Linked DNA regions of Mus musculus: region 1 is linked to region 2. Evidence: chromatin contacts called from public Hi-C data. All regions are on one chromosome and are shown on one strand. Each heading gives the region's core, a stretch centred on a gene start, on an enhancer-like site or on the middle of the called end of the contact. The rest is flanking DNA. Distances are from core to core; before and after follow the strand shown.

Region 1 (7,007 bases), core at 4,040-6,539, 2.3 Mb after region 2:
TAAGCTGAAGACAGCAGGAAATGAACTGTCTACAGAATCCTGGTTCCTCTTGCCTGCTTAAAAACTGGGATCCCGACTCCATGGATCAAAACTGAGTGACAAGGCCAGCCCTCTACTAGAATGACTCAGTTTCCTCTTTCCTAGTTAGTGACAGTATGAAGAACATGCTGCCACAGAAGGTGGAGGTGCTCTCTTCAAAAGAGAGTGAATGGACGGGGGAGAGCGCGAGCTGGAATAGCAGAATCCATTCTGACTCTTAGTCATGCTAGAATTTGGGAACAGAAACAGCGTTTTATTGCTTTGTTTCTTTCTCTTGTTCCCCACACAGTGTGTCAACAGCTAATTCCAGTATTGTTGTCACAGGCGTAAATAATATTTATCAGCAGTTTTGAGCAAATGATTTTCTATTTCTATCTTGAAAAACAAAAAAGGCAGAATTGCCATATTCTCAGGTTATGGCCTAGGAGTGTCATTACGGGTACAAGGTGCAGTTCCTGGTGAATATAACATGTTAAGACTGCTAGGCAGACATATTGGCTTTATCCCCATGGGATTCAGTGGCTGCCGAAGTATTCTTGAACATTGTGTTCTGTGTCCTGGCACTGAAGCCAGCATGAGATCCATCATTCTTATGTCAGCTCAAGGGTCAAAAGGACTTAAAAAAAAATCAGAATCCTGTGGCCTATCACATGGCAAAAGTTATCCTAAATCTTTTTTTTAATTAGAAAATCCCTAAATCTAAAATTAATGTTATATCTGCAGCCCACTTATTTTCAAAATGAGAAATTAATAATCAGTGTGAAATCCTGAGTATTTAACGGTAGCTGGTTTTAAGACATGGTACTATCAGAAGAATAGAAAGTGAAGAGAGAGTTTAGATATTTGATCCCCCCCTGCCCTGCCAAGGTTTTTTTTTTTCTGGAAGAGAGACCATCCTTGAAGCTAAATGTTCTGATTTAATAAAAGCATAAATGATAAAAAGTACATTTTAATGTATTTAAGAGCATGTCAAAATGTGAACATGCTGTGATTCCTAAAAGAGTGGTTCTTTTACACGACAAACACGTGATTCTTATACCTTGTATCTAATTCTAAATCCACGATGAGGTGTCACCCTGTAATCAATGCAGACAATGGACTTTTAAAGAGTAAAGGTGTCCAGTGGTTATTCTAGTTCATATGTTCTAGAGGAGGGGAAAGCTGGTGAACACAGTGATTATGTTATGTTACAGAGAATAAAACTCCTAAGCAATTTCATCTGCAACTGGCAATGACATACACTTGGTCTGTAAATGCCAGCTCTGTTCCTGCCAAAAGTGTCCCAAGTTCCAAATTAACATATTAGAGAAAGAAAATTTTTGGGAGGTCCTCGCTGATTGGTGGCGGTGGAAAAGCCAACAGGGAACAGGAAGTGTGATAGGCATTAGGATGAGAGAGGAGTGACAGAGAGAGAGAGAGAGAGAGAGAGAGAGAGAGAGAGAGAGAGACTGTGAGAAACTGCACAATGTAAATGGTTGTATATTTTGTATCAGAAATTACTGTGTGAAATATAAGTGTGGTCTGTATCTAAGTCCTGATTGAGTATTTTAAATTATGATTTAAAATATTTTATGGTGTAAGAGTATGTATTTATTTAAATATGTTAAACTTATTGTATTCACATATGAGTATAATGTTTTGCAATAAACGCGTTTCTACTTATCTTTGTGTATCTGAGTCTTCTTAACATTTTAATGCATCCAGATTAAAATCTGTACCGCATAAAAATTACATCCTAATTAATTAATTGTGTGCACATGTGCTTGCGTGCATCTGAATTGTCACTGTGAATGTGTGGAAATCGAAGGACAGCTTTGAGGGGTCAGCTCTCTCTTTACACACCACGGGCTTGCGTGGCAAGTGCCTTGACCCAAACCTCCCTCTTTTAAAATGGAATATCAGGCAACCATATACCTAACTCTGCAACATTTCTATTGGCGTAAGTGAAACCCTGTCAGTTAGCGGTTCCTTCACACTCTTTTCTCTCCCCTCCATGGCAATGCTAATCTACATTATGTATATGGATTTGCCTCTTCAGCACACTTTATATACATAAAAGTGCACATGACCTTCTTCCTAGCTCTTTTTACTTAGCACACTGTTTTCTAGGGTTCTCCATGGTGTAGCTTGTATCAGCTCTTCATCCCACTTACGGAAAAATTATATTCTCTGTGCTGATTGACCAGATATTGTATCTGGACCACTCAGGCCATTGTCACTGAATGTCTTTCCGCCTTTTGATTACTGTGAATGACGCTGCTAGGGAAGCCCTGAGGGTGTGGTTAAGGTGCAACTCCTCCACTGTCATTATCTGGAGGCAGGTAACTTAGGAATCCTGCTCTGCTTTTAGAGAAACCTTCCAGCTCTCTCCCAGTGAGGCTGCTCCATTTTACAGTCACACCTGCCATGAGAAGGGCTCCAGTGTCTCCACATTCTAGCTTATACTTACAGTGGTCTCTTGATGACATCAACACTCTAGTGGGTGTGGAATTATATACATCTAGGCTCTTGTATCCATTCCAAAAGATAACCAAACATTGACTATCTAAAAGAATCACCAAGCCCAAGGAAACAAAGTCTTTGCTGCATGACAGTCTCATTTGCTGTAATTTTAAAAAGTTCATGTTCATTTAGTTCATTGGGTTCACTGAAGTTTGAATTATCCCATCTTAGTTAGGGTTTCATTGCTGTGAAGAAACACCATGATCAAGGCAACTTCTTCCTTTTTTTTTTTTTTTTTTTTTGGTTTTTCGAGACAGGGTTTCTCTGTGTAGCCCTGACTGTCCTGGAACTCACTTTGTAGACCAGGCTGGCTCGAACTCAGAAATCCGCCTGCCTCTGCCTCCCAAATGCTGGGATTAAAGGCGTGCACCACCACACCCGGCAAAGGACAACATTTAACTGGGTCCAGCTTACAATTTTAGAGGTTCAGTCCATTATGGAGGAAGCATGGCAATGTTCAAGCAGACATGATGCTAGAGAAGGATGCTGGGAGTTCTACATCTTGATTCAAAGGCATCCAGAAGGAAGGGTCTCTTCCACACTGGGTAGAGCTTGAGCATACGACCTCAAAGTCTACCCCCACAGTGACACACTTCTTCCAACAAGACTACACCTATTCCAACAAGGCCACCCCTATTCCAACAAGGCCACTCCTCCCAATAGTGCTACCTACCGTGGGCCAAGCATATCCAAACCACCAAATCCCCCAAGACTAGATTCATATAATGAGGTTCTTCGTTACCAGTATATACATTCTTGCTGCTATTGCAAAGGCCTACAATGTAGGCCTGTGGGCAGACGTGATCTAATTTGTTATCATTCTGAGCTAGGGCATACGTTTAACAGTGGTCTAGGATGCTGATATTCCTGATTCTTACGCTGTGAATCCTGAGCTGAATTGCATCACTAAGTCTCCTGGTCCTTCACTTGCATACATACTTCCTGTTTTTCAGAAAGCCCAGTCATTGTTTCAGCCTCCTAAGTTATTGACGGAGCTGTTACACCCATGAACTTACATGACAAACACCATGACATGTATGTGCCAACACACACACACACACACACACACACACACACACACACACACACAAAAATATAAAATAGTAATAACAATAACAACACTACAAGTTAGCAGGTCATATTAATTACCTTTGAAAGTCTAAAATACTACAGAGATAGGCATGGTTATCTGAATGAGTTCAAGCCAGAAAGACCAGTAAACATTCCAACAAGCAAGACTACTTAGACTCCATAGATTATAAAGAAGCAAGCAAGCATGTGAAGTTGGGGGATATGTTGGTGAGTTTCCAGGGAATGACAAGCAGTGGGAGATGGGGGTGGATTAAGCACCAAGGAACTATGAAATTACTTAAGAACAAATACATTAAAAAATGAGACTAGTAATAGTTACTCCTCTGTAGCATTTTAGACTTTCTTTTTTATTATTATTATTATTTTGTTTTGTTTTAGGTTTTTTTTTCCCCCCGAGACAAGGTTTCTCTGTATAGCTCTGGTTATCCTGTAGACCAGGCTGGCCTCGAACTCAGAAATCTGCCTGCCTCTGCCTCCCAAGTGCTGGGATTAAAGGCGTGCGCCACCACTGCTCAGCTTTTTTTTTTTTTTGGTTTGTTTTTGTTTTTTGTTTTTGTTTTTCGAGACAGAGTTTCTCTGTAGCCCTGGCTGTCCTGGAACTCACTCTGTAGACCAGGCTGGCCTTGAACTCAGAAATCTGCCTGCCTCTGTCTCCCAAATGCTGGGATTAAAGGCGTGCGCCACCACTGCCCCATTTTAGACTTTCAAAGGTAATTAAGATGACCTGTTAAGTTCTAGTGTTGTTATTGTTGCTACTACATTATATTTGTGTGTGTGTGTCTGTGTGTATGTTGACACATACATGCCATTTTTTGTCATTATTACTAACTTTCTTACAGTTTAAATACTATTATGTCAGTGACTTCCTCCAGATTGCTTTTGAATGGCTGAATTCAAACTTTATATGCTGTCTTACCCTCTTCACACTTTCTACTCAAGGTATTTCTAGGTCCCCCAACCTCTCTAAGTTAGAGCCCTGGGATTTTATTTAGGATTTTGCTTTCAGAAGAGCCATTAACAAGGACTTCCACTAGGGGGTGAACGAGGAAAGAGGAAGGAGAGGAACTAAGTTGGGTCAAGTCTTCCAGAAAGCTCCCGAAGTTCAAGAGCAAGTGAACTAGCTCTGAAATAAGTTTTTAATCTATGGTACGACCAGGGTCCCCTACCCCATGGTCGGGAGTTTATAAACAAAACAAGGAACACAAAGGAAAGTGGGGTGGGAAGGGAGAAGAATGGAAGGGAAGGGAGGAGAAAAAAGGGGAGGGGAAGGGAAGGTAGAGGAGGGGAAGGGTAGGGAAGGGAAGGGACGGGAAGGAGGCATAGGTAACCAGAAAGGACTAAGAGGATGTGGGGAAGAATCCAGTTGCCATTGCTTCTTTTTTTTTTTTCTATTTTTTTTTTTTAATTTGGGGGATTATAATATAATTACAATATCTCTCCCTTTCCTTTCCTCCTTCCAAACTGGGGATATCCTGAGCAGGGGGCATAGCTTCTGGTCCACTACTGTGTTCTTGGGGCAAATGATTGAGCCCAGATTAGGAAAGGGGTGGGGAGAGAGAGATAGAGAGAGAGAGAGAGAGAAGAGAAAGAGGAAGAATTGGGGGCGGAGGATGTGAGGCTGGGCTGGAGAAATGAAAGAAAGCAAACCCCACTGGTGACATTGGCACATTCTTCCTGAGCGCAGCACGCCCTCCTTGTGCAAGAACTCTGAGCCCCAGGTGCAGGAGGCTGAGGCCTGCAGAGAGACTTGCAGAGAGACCCAGCAAGCCATGGTGAGCATCCCAGCCTATAAGAGATCTCTAGATATTCAAAATTTTCCTTGGGGTTGAAGAGGCAGGTGGCAAGGGGGCAAGAAGCTATCATTTCTGCGTTTAAGAAATATAGAAACCAACAAACAAGAACAAGAACAACAACAACAACAAAACCCCTACGCATGCTGTCTCAAGAAAATGACTCTAGACTCTTTCTTGCTGATTTTCTCCCTTGGTGTTTGCTTTGATGGAATGCTGGAAGGGGCACAGATAAGATTAGACCTTTGCGGTGACACAGAGTGACTCCCTGAGGAGTGATATACATCCAAAACTACAGTTTTAAGATGTGCAGAAAGCCTATGGCTTTGTTGTTTGAGTTATTAAAAATATATTGCTTCTTACTTGAAAAAAGCAATGCTTGCCTTTCCTGGCTTCTGGCTACATCATTCTTTCATATATTTGAGGTATGGCTCCTTCATGACCCAGCGTGAAAGGCAAATGTGAGTGTCACTGGTTCATTAGACCCCAAGAGCATTAAAAACAAGAGCATTAAAAAAATTAAGATTCTGTTTGATTTAAAGCTCAGTCGAAAAGTAGGTACAAAGAATACCGAAATATCGGAAAGCATAACATTAATCATGATCAACAACCTGGGACTGAAACCTGGAAGGAAAATGAAATAAAGTAGTGTACCAGTGTGTAATGAAGTAGATGCCATAATTTTCAGCCATGACACCCACCCCCCCCCAAATAGTTTACCTTGGATACGGTTGATAGTGGGCTGATGGGCTTTATCTGTGAATTGAAGAAGTGCCAGGGCACTGCCTCATGGTGCTATAAGTTTGCAGTTCAGAGTTTAAATATTTTGCACTTCATTTACAGGTGTTTCCATGGAGATGTGAGGGTACTTACTGGGGCTCGAGGAACATCCTGAAGCTGTGGGTCTGGACACTGCTCTGTTGTGGTATGTCCTTTGTTTTTGGCTAAGCCTTAGGCAGTGATTGTTCTTTTCTTAAATATTCATTGAAAGTACATAGTTGCAGGGAATACAATCAGGTAGATGGCTATTAATTCTTTTTTTTGTTGCTTTTTTGTTTTATTTTTTTTTTTGTTTTTGTATTTTTTATTTTTGGCTATTAATTCTTTTAAGGACTCTCATTCTTTCTCTGACCTTCAGAACTTTTCTGAGTCCCCCTAATACCAGCTTAGCATTGACATTCTCTAGTGATGTGCCCAAATCCTGATATCTACACAATAGTCCTCTGTTAGGAAGGAGTACAGTTAATTGACAAACCTCTAATAAGGCACGTTATGCTTATTCTACATTTCATTTTCTATTAATAGTTTGCTGTGCCCAAAATGAACTTCCACAGTCCAGAGCGTGGGCTGCCTGAGGGCTGGGGTTTTGTTTTTATTTTAGGGGCTTTTGTGTCTTTCTTTTGATGTTACATGTTTTATGCTTAAGCCTTAGAGACTCTTCATCAATAAATTTGAACCATTGTCTGAGCTAACTTATGTTAGCTCTCCTTCTTCTCTCACCTGGACTTTCAGCTCAGAACAAGTGAACACACCCTCTCTTTGTTTTTATAAATTTTTCTTTGCTTTTGAGAGTTTCATACATGC
Region 2 (7,199 bases), core at 247-2,746:
GAAACATAAGCCCAAGAAAGGCACAGAATCCTAGGCATCCTCCCAACTTTATTGAGTGTTGAAGACCAGCTATGGGAACTCACAAGGCAGACATAAAAGTACTTACCTATTTGCTTTTCAAAAGATGATACTTTAAGGCTTTGGTTGGTGAACTAGTGAGAGAAAGAGAGTCATAGAATAAATGTGCAGTTATTTAAGCCAAGGAAGCAGAAGTCACAGCAATCCATAGAAAGAGGACTCAGATATGTCAGACCTGGCCCGAGTTAGGGTTTAGCCACACAATTGTATCTAGAGTAGTAGTAAGACTTCTAAGTCTCTTTGAAGAAAATTAATTTATTTACACTTCTGAACAAGACACAAAATTGATTTTCATCCTTGAATCACTAAACATGAAGCAGCGAGAAGCTCATCAAACACCCTTGACAACTCAGAGAGGAATAAGTATTTGCCTTGAATTCTCTAGAAGATGGAAAATAACTTCCTGTGAGCAGTGGTTCTCAACATTTCTAACGCTGCATCATCCTTAAGGTTATGGCAACCCCCAACCATAAAATGATTTCATGGTTACTTCATAACTGAAACTTTGCTACAGTTACAAACCCATAATGTAAATATCTGAGATGCCGAATATCTGGTATGTAACCCCCGTAAAATAGTGGTTTGACTCCCCTCACTAAGGGGTCGCAACCCACAGGTTGAGAACAACTCTCTTTGAGGGCGTGTGCGCCTGATTCTCCAACTCTAAAGAGACTCTAAGAACTCTTTTCTAAATTAGAGGGGATTGAAAAGATCCTTGCCTTTAAAAACAACAACAACAACAACAACCCCAAATCATTGCAAGCAACACAGTAGCCCACATGGGCCATAGCAAGTCCCTACTCCCACGCAGCAGAGTCAGGTTGCAGCCAGGAACGCGAGGGCTGCTAATCCATGTGCTAGGCTTACCTCACGGAGTTCTGCCAGTTCCTTCTGCAGGTGGAAGAGCTGATACATTCCTAATCCCATTCCAACCAGAGCCACCAGAACCATGAAAAATACCACCGGTAGCCACAGATTTGTGTTGTGGTCCTTCTTCTTTAGAGGGGTCAGTGGCGGCAGTGGGAGTGGTTGTGATGGCGGTGGTAGTGGTGACACAGGTGGTGGTGGAGGTGGCGGTCTCCTTTGGTCCGGCCCTCTAGGCCCACAAGATGGACAGGGAAAAACTGACCCTGGAGGAGCCCAAGATGAAGTGGCACTGCTGTCTACCCAGAAGATCTGGGGACATGGGTAATTCATGGGCTGCTGCATGGCACCCAGCCCCAGGAAAGGGTTTCCTTCTCACAGCCTTGTGGAGGAGACTCAGGTGTCAAGGACAGAACTCTGACGCTGACTGCTCCAGAGAAGCTAAGTTTTCTTTATAAAGTTTCCGCAGTCAAGGGAAACACCTTTCTCCTGTTCTCTTCTCTTTGCTTCTCTGTGAGACACCCACTCACTTGCATCTGAAGCTGAGAAGCCTCAAAAAGCTCACAGCAACCCCAGGAAGTTTCCGCCCAGAAATTTCTGACGACAAGTCTTCGAAGTTCCAATTGGCGTCTCTGTGCTAACTGAGAAGGCTGGTAAACCAGGCTTGCCTGCCTGAGGTCCAACTCAGCAAGTCAGCGCTGGATACCCCTTGAGGACATTAGCTCTTCCGCAGCTCTGGGGTGTGTCCTGAGAGGCCTGTTGGTGCTGAGGCATGGGGAAAAGACCAAGGAGTTCGGCTAGAGAAGATATCTCCACATCTGAGCATAGGGAGTTGAATCCTCTGTTGAAGTCCCTTCCCTGAACATCAGCCAGCTGCAACCAGGAATGTGTGCCAGGTGTTCAAGGCTGCCCTAACCCCCCACTGTGCCTGCCCCCTATCCATCCCACTTCCCCTGGGAAATGTAGCCTTCCTCCTCTGTAATCATTTAACTTTGCAATCTCTCTTCTGGTCACCAGATGAAAACTGAGGTGCCTAATTCAGAAGAGTTTGAGATAAGCAATAAATAGCATTTTTATAGCAAGTGTGCCTTAACCATCACACAGCACATACTAAAACATTATTCAACATTTACAACAAATTTAAGTATATATCTTATGCCTTTATAAAACCGACCACTCTGCCTTAGGTTTGACTTCAGTCTTCTGGCCACACACACACACACACACACACAAGTCTTCTGGCCACACACACACACACACACACACACACACAAGTCTTCTGGCCACACACACACACACACACACACCATTTATGTCTAATAACCTCTAAGAACTCAGTCTCGGTTCCCATTACTTTCCCATATAAACCATATAAATCCCAATAAGTTCCTATATTCCACCTTTTTGGCAGACTCTACATTTTAAGTGGTTTTATTTTTTTTATCTCATGCTTTGGGATTTCTGGGATGAGCACCCTACCCCTCTCACCTATGCCAAAACAACTCCCAAAGTGTTATTTTTCTGCTGCCTTCATCCTGCCCCACCCCAGCTGCTAATTCTCCTGAGGTCACTCTGCTGGCAATCTCAGGCTGTTCCTTCCTTTTGCCCCCAGCCCTTCCCCCCGCACCCTCCCCGCCCCACCCTGATCATCCAGGCCTGCTTTTTCTCACCTGTGACACATTTCTTATCTTCCCCTCCTTCCCTAGTCCCATGGCTGCTCTCCCTGTACCAGATGAGTCTTTTGTGATTTTTATATCTCAACTCCCAGGATTCTTTAGTAATTGTCATTCTGTCTGTCCACATCTCTTTGTCCTTCTTTTGATTAATTTTTTTTCATAGAGGATTCAAAATATCAACACCCTACTGTCCACCAATCACAGGGAAAGAGTTCTAGCTGAAAGAGACGAGAGAGAAACTTCTAGAAACTGGGTTGGAGTTTGGTAGTGCCATTCAGCAGAAATGGTACTATTATTGGCAAGATTGAGAAAGAATAAACACCCCCGTGAACAGTCTCAAGGACCCATCACATTGGTACCAGAACCTTATTAATGAAAAGAAATCACCATTCAAAGTAGAACTTAGCTCTGTAGCTGCTGAAGGAAAAATGGATGCAAGAGCCAACAGGCTGATGGCCCCCACATCCTAGAACCTCAAACTCAGTCCTTTCAGCCTCCTACTCTCATGATTCCACGGAATCAGCCTTAAAGTTGACTACAGGCCAGAGCTCCAGAGGTGACTCAGGAGCAACAGAGGGTGATACATAGCCAGGGAACCTGGTATTTAACCTTAACAAGCCTAGGGAAGCCCCCTGAAGCAATCTGCCAAACAGACAGACCAGACAAGAATTTCTCAAATGTGAGTAAAGACCGTAGAACACTCCAAGTTTGAGTTTGTGTATTTATAAACATGAGGCTACTCGTTCAACTTCTCTAGGTACCTCCAGGATGCTCGTTTAGCAGCTCAGTCCCTCATCGCCACTGGCAGTTGCAGAAGGAGCATCCTAGCTGCTGCTTTGATCTCTGCTTTGTATAATGCTACCTACCTTTCCAGTTTTTGCCAGCATTATACCTATAAAGATAATCTCACTGTCTATGAACTGCTTTCTCACTTGTTTCTTGTGAGTTTGAACATCAGTCATAGATTTGTTGGGCAACCCACTTTCTTGTTATGTGAATTTTTCTGTTTGCCACATCCCATTACCAGGATCCTAGAGGCCCCTTGCATTGGAGAACGTGCCTCGAATACTCAAGCTCTAAGAAGACATCTACAGTTTAAACCAGAAGCCAGAAAGGTGGCTCAGCAGTTCAGAGCATGTCCTGCTCTTGCAGAGGGCCTGACTTCAGTCCTAGCATCCATCTCAGGCAGCTAACAACCACCTCCACCTCCACAGCATCCTGTTCCCTCTTCTGGCCTCCCCAAGTACAGGTAGCTGCACTCACAAGCATGTGGCCACATATAAGACACACATGCATGTGCATATTTAAAAATAAGAAATAAAAGTTTCTAAAGTGCAAACCTTGTACTATGAATGAACCAATTTCCTCAACTCGATCCCTCATTTCTTCTACTGAATCACAGTAGCATAGTTACCATGGTCTTTATTGATGACATCTTATAGCTCTGATTCTTGTTTGATCTGCCCATCCATCTATCCTGGTACAATAGTTATGCAGTTCTCATAGTCATGGTATTGTAGATATAGTTTTTTCCCTTTATAGAGATAGAGTGTCTCTATGTACCAAAACTGACTCCTAACTCAGTGTGTAACCCAGGCTGGCCTCCTACTTGTAGCAATCCTCCCGACCCCCTTTTCTTAAAGTTTGGAATTACAGATGTTCACCACCATGCCCAGCAACTTTACAGATGTCTTGACTGGTTTGACAGTTAGGCAAAATCTCCTGTCTCTTTGCTCTTAAACAAAACAAAACAAACAAACAAAAACAACTATTTGCATATATTTAATCTTCCACGTGTATTAGCAGAGAAAACAGTCATATTAGAAAAACATCCCACAGACTAGTAACTGTAATTGAAATAGCCAGAGAGAAGTGTTGTATGAAGAAGTGTATTGTTGTCATTATTAAAAATATGTGCATGCCTTTAATCCCAGCACTTGGGAGGCAGAGGCAGGCGGATTTCTGAGTTCGAGGCCAGCCTGGTCTAAAGAGTGAGTTCCAGGACAGCCAGGACTATACAGAGTAACCCTGTCTCAAAAAACAAACAAACAAACAAACAAACAAAAACCACCAAAAAACAAAAAACAAAACAAAACAAAAAAATATGAGCAGTGGTCCTACACAGATGAGCCAGGGAAACAAGAGAATCCTGATGACTCATTCATTCCAAGGGTATCGTTTCCCAGTGGCATGTACTCTTTCTGTTACTGTTGGCTGTAGGGTCCCTCTTTACTTCCACCATCGTGATCCAATTGGTCAGGAAAATTTACTAGACAGAGAACACCGTTTACTGCCACTTAGTAGGTGAATGCCTAGACCTTGCCTTACTTTAAATTTGATAGGTTTAGGCTTCAAAAGAAAGAGGGTGTGGTAAGTGTAACTTGGGTTTCTTATCACACCAGACAGAAGAGGGCTATGGATGGGCTGTGATGACTGTACAGATAGGTCGAAATTATTCTTCAACCCTTGATAACACATGAGACAGTATTGTGGTCTCAGAACTATTTGATTTCCTTCTGAAACCCATGGATATCAGCCAGGGCTGGTCAGGGGAATGGAAGTTACTCTGAGTATGAAGAGCAATGGAAGACTTGATATCATGAAAGGCTGGGTAGGGTTTTTTGTTGTTGTTGTTGATGATGTTGTTATTGTTTTTAAAGGTTATGAAGGCCAACTTTTAAACCGTTTAAAGAATAAGCTCTTGTTACAACCAAAACTTCCAGCTCCTAACAGCATTGAGGCTAGTGATGGTTAGGGGGCCCCAAGACTGTAGGAAAACGCCCACGGTGGCCTCTGCTATATTCAGCTGTCCTCTATGAGCTACTGTAAGAGCAGCAGCTTCTCCTTTCTATCTTCTAACCCCCACTGAGTCATCACTTCCCAGTGACCTCTACTTGGTCTCCCACCAGTAATGGAGACTAAGGATGATAGTTGTCCTCTCTGGACCCTGGAAGCAGCGGGGGAAGCGGGAGGATGGAGATGCTCCTGAATATTAACAAATTGTATGCTGTGCTTTTTATCTACTTATTTGCCATCACTGAGTTCATAAGGAAATCCTGGCTGATTGGTGAAGGCAAGAACGTTCCAGGTTAGGAACGGGACACCAGCCACGCATACTATGTGCTCCTCATGCCCATGAGCACTGCAGATGTTAGGAGTTGTCTGATAGCTTTCCTGGGGGAGCCTGATAACACTGCCTCTCCCTTCCTTCCACTAAGTTGGTTCATACAATTCTATGCTACTTTTGTGATTTAAAAATTTATAGTTTATAATTTAAAAATTATAATTCACTGTACCATTTCAGATAGCATATCAGTGGCTTCTTGTCGATCTTAGGATAAAATATGGACTATGTATTTATTTGAACTTCTTCATTTGTTTACATGGCCCTGAAATATCTAGGCTTCAGTCACACTGTAAGTTGATAGCTGAGCCAAAATTATAGCCCAGAGAGGGTCTGACGTGAGAATGATCCTAAGAACATTTTAAAACTCGCTCATAAGCAGTGTTCTCAAGTGCCTCTCAAGGGTGAAGAGTCTGGTACCTATAGAGTAGTAAGGAAGTGAGACAGGGTATGAGGCACAGCTCAATAGTATCTAGTAAGACTAGAAATATGTAGGTCTCACGGGTACCTATTTTTGAGACAGTGCCTCATGCATCCAAGACTGGCCTCAAACTCACTACATATGTGGTCAAGAGTAACTCTGAACTTCCAATTGCCCCACATCCACCTCCCAAGTGCTGGAATGGCATACCTGTGCCACCCCACTTGCCTATCTTGAGGGACCTTTCTATGGGAGTCTTTTTCGATGTTTGAACTTCCTTATTAGAAAAACACATGTCATGATGGGTTTGTGGGAAAGCATACTTACCAGAGACTGACTTAAAGGTCAAGGTCGTTGCTTCTGGCACCCACTGCTTCCTCTGAGTGCTTTGCAGATATTGTATAGGGCATGCAGCTGGATGTTTCAAGAGCTTCCCAACCTTAGGGCAATCGCATGAGAAATTACTTGTAAGCACACACTTAATCTTTCTGTCATAGGTTTACTTGCTGTCTGTCACAGACCTTGGAGGAATAGGGAAATTAGAGCCTTTTTTTTTTTAGCAGTTGGTTATTTTATAAATAATATCCCTCCCAGAAGCCAAATTTGAAAATGATCACCACTACTGCTGTTTTAGATAAAAACATAGACTTGGTGACTTAAGCAATAGAAGCACAGTTTCCCCCAGTTCAGTGGGCCAGAAGTCCAAGGTCAGCAGAGTACTATAGCAGGTGGGTTCTGCCTGCAGAGGCCTCTCTTCTTGCCCTGCCTCTTGTTTCACAAAGATGGTCACTGGGCTTCAGAAACATAAGAGGGTTTCCCCAAGATTTCAAGATCCCACAGGTAGTGAAATAATCAGAAAGAAAACCTGGCCTGTCTGTTGGTGCCTTTCCACAAAATCAGAAATGTCAGTAAATGAAAACACCAAACAGCTGGCCTCTGTTCAAGTCCACCTATGTGTGTGTTCAGCATCTAGGATACTCAAGACACTATGAAGGATGCAAGGACAGGCAGGAAAGCCCCGGGTCCTAAGGAGCTC

Evidence for each region. Hi-C and Micro-C count contacts between places; a contact is called where the count stands out from the background.
Region 1: a contact with region 2 is called in a Hi-C map of CD8 T cells, with 4 times the contacts expected there. The contact joins the promoter of Sell here to the promoter of Fasl in region 2. A contact is called at or near these places in 3 of 484 Hi-C or Micro-C datasets (CD8 T cells and natural killer cells).

The regions. Positions count from the first base shown.
Region 1 is chr1:164,056,787-164,063,793 of GRCm38.p6, forward strand. It overlaps Sell (selectin, lymphocyte), which reads left to right and starts at 5,290. Exons shown (of 9, transcript NM_011346.2): 1 at 5,290-5,405; 2 at 6,267-6,348. The coding sequence starts at 5,403. Gm51665 (a long non-coding RNA gene) reads right to left here and starts at 6,206. Exons shown (of 2, transcript XR_003948100.1): 1 at 6,144-6,206. Sele (selectin, endothelial cell) reads left to right here. Exons shown (of 14, transcript NM_011345.2): 14 at 1-891.
Region 2 is chr1:161,786,999-161,794,197 of GRCm38.p6, forward strand. Fasl (Fas ligand (TNF superfamily, member 6)) reads right to left here and starts at 1,497. Exons shown (of 4, transcript NM_010177.4): 1 at 946-1,497; 2 at 107-152. The coding sequence starts at 1,287.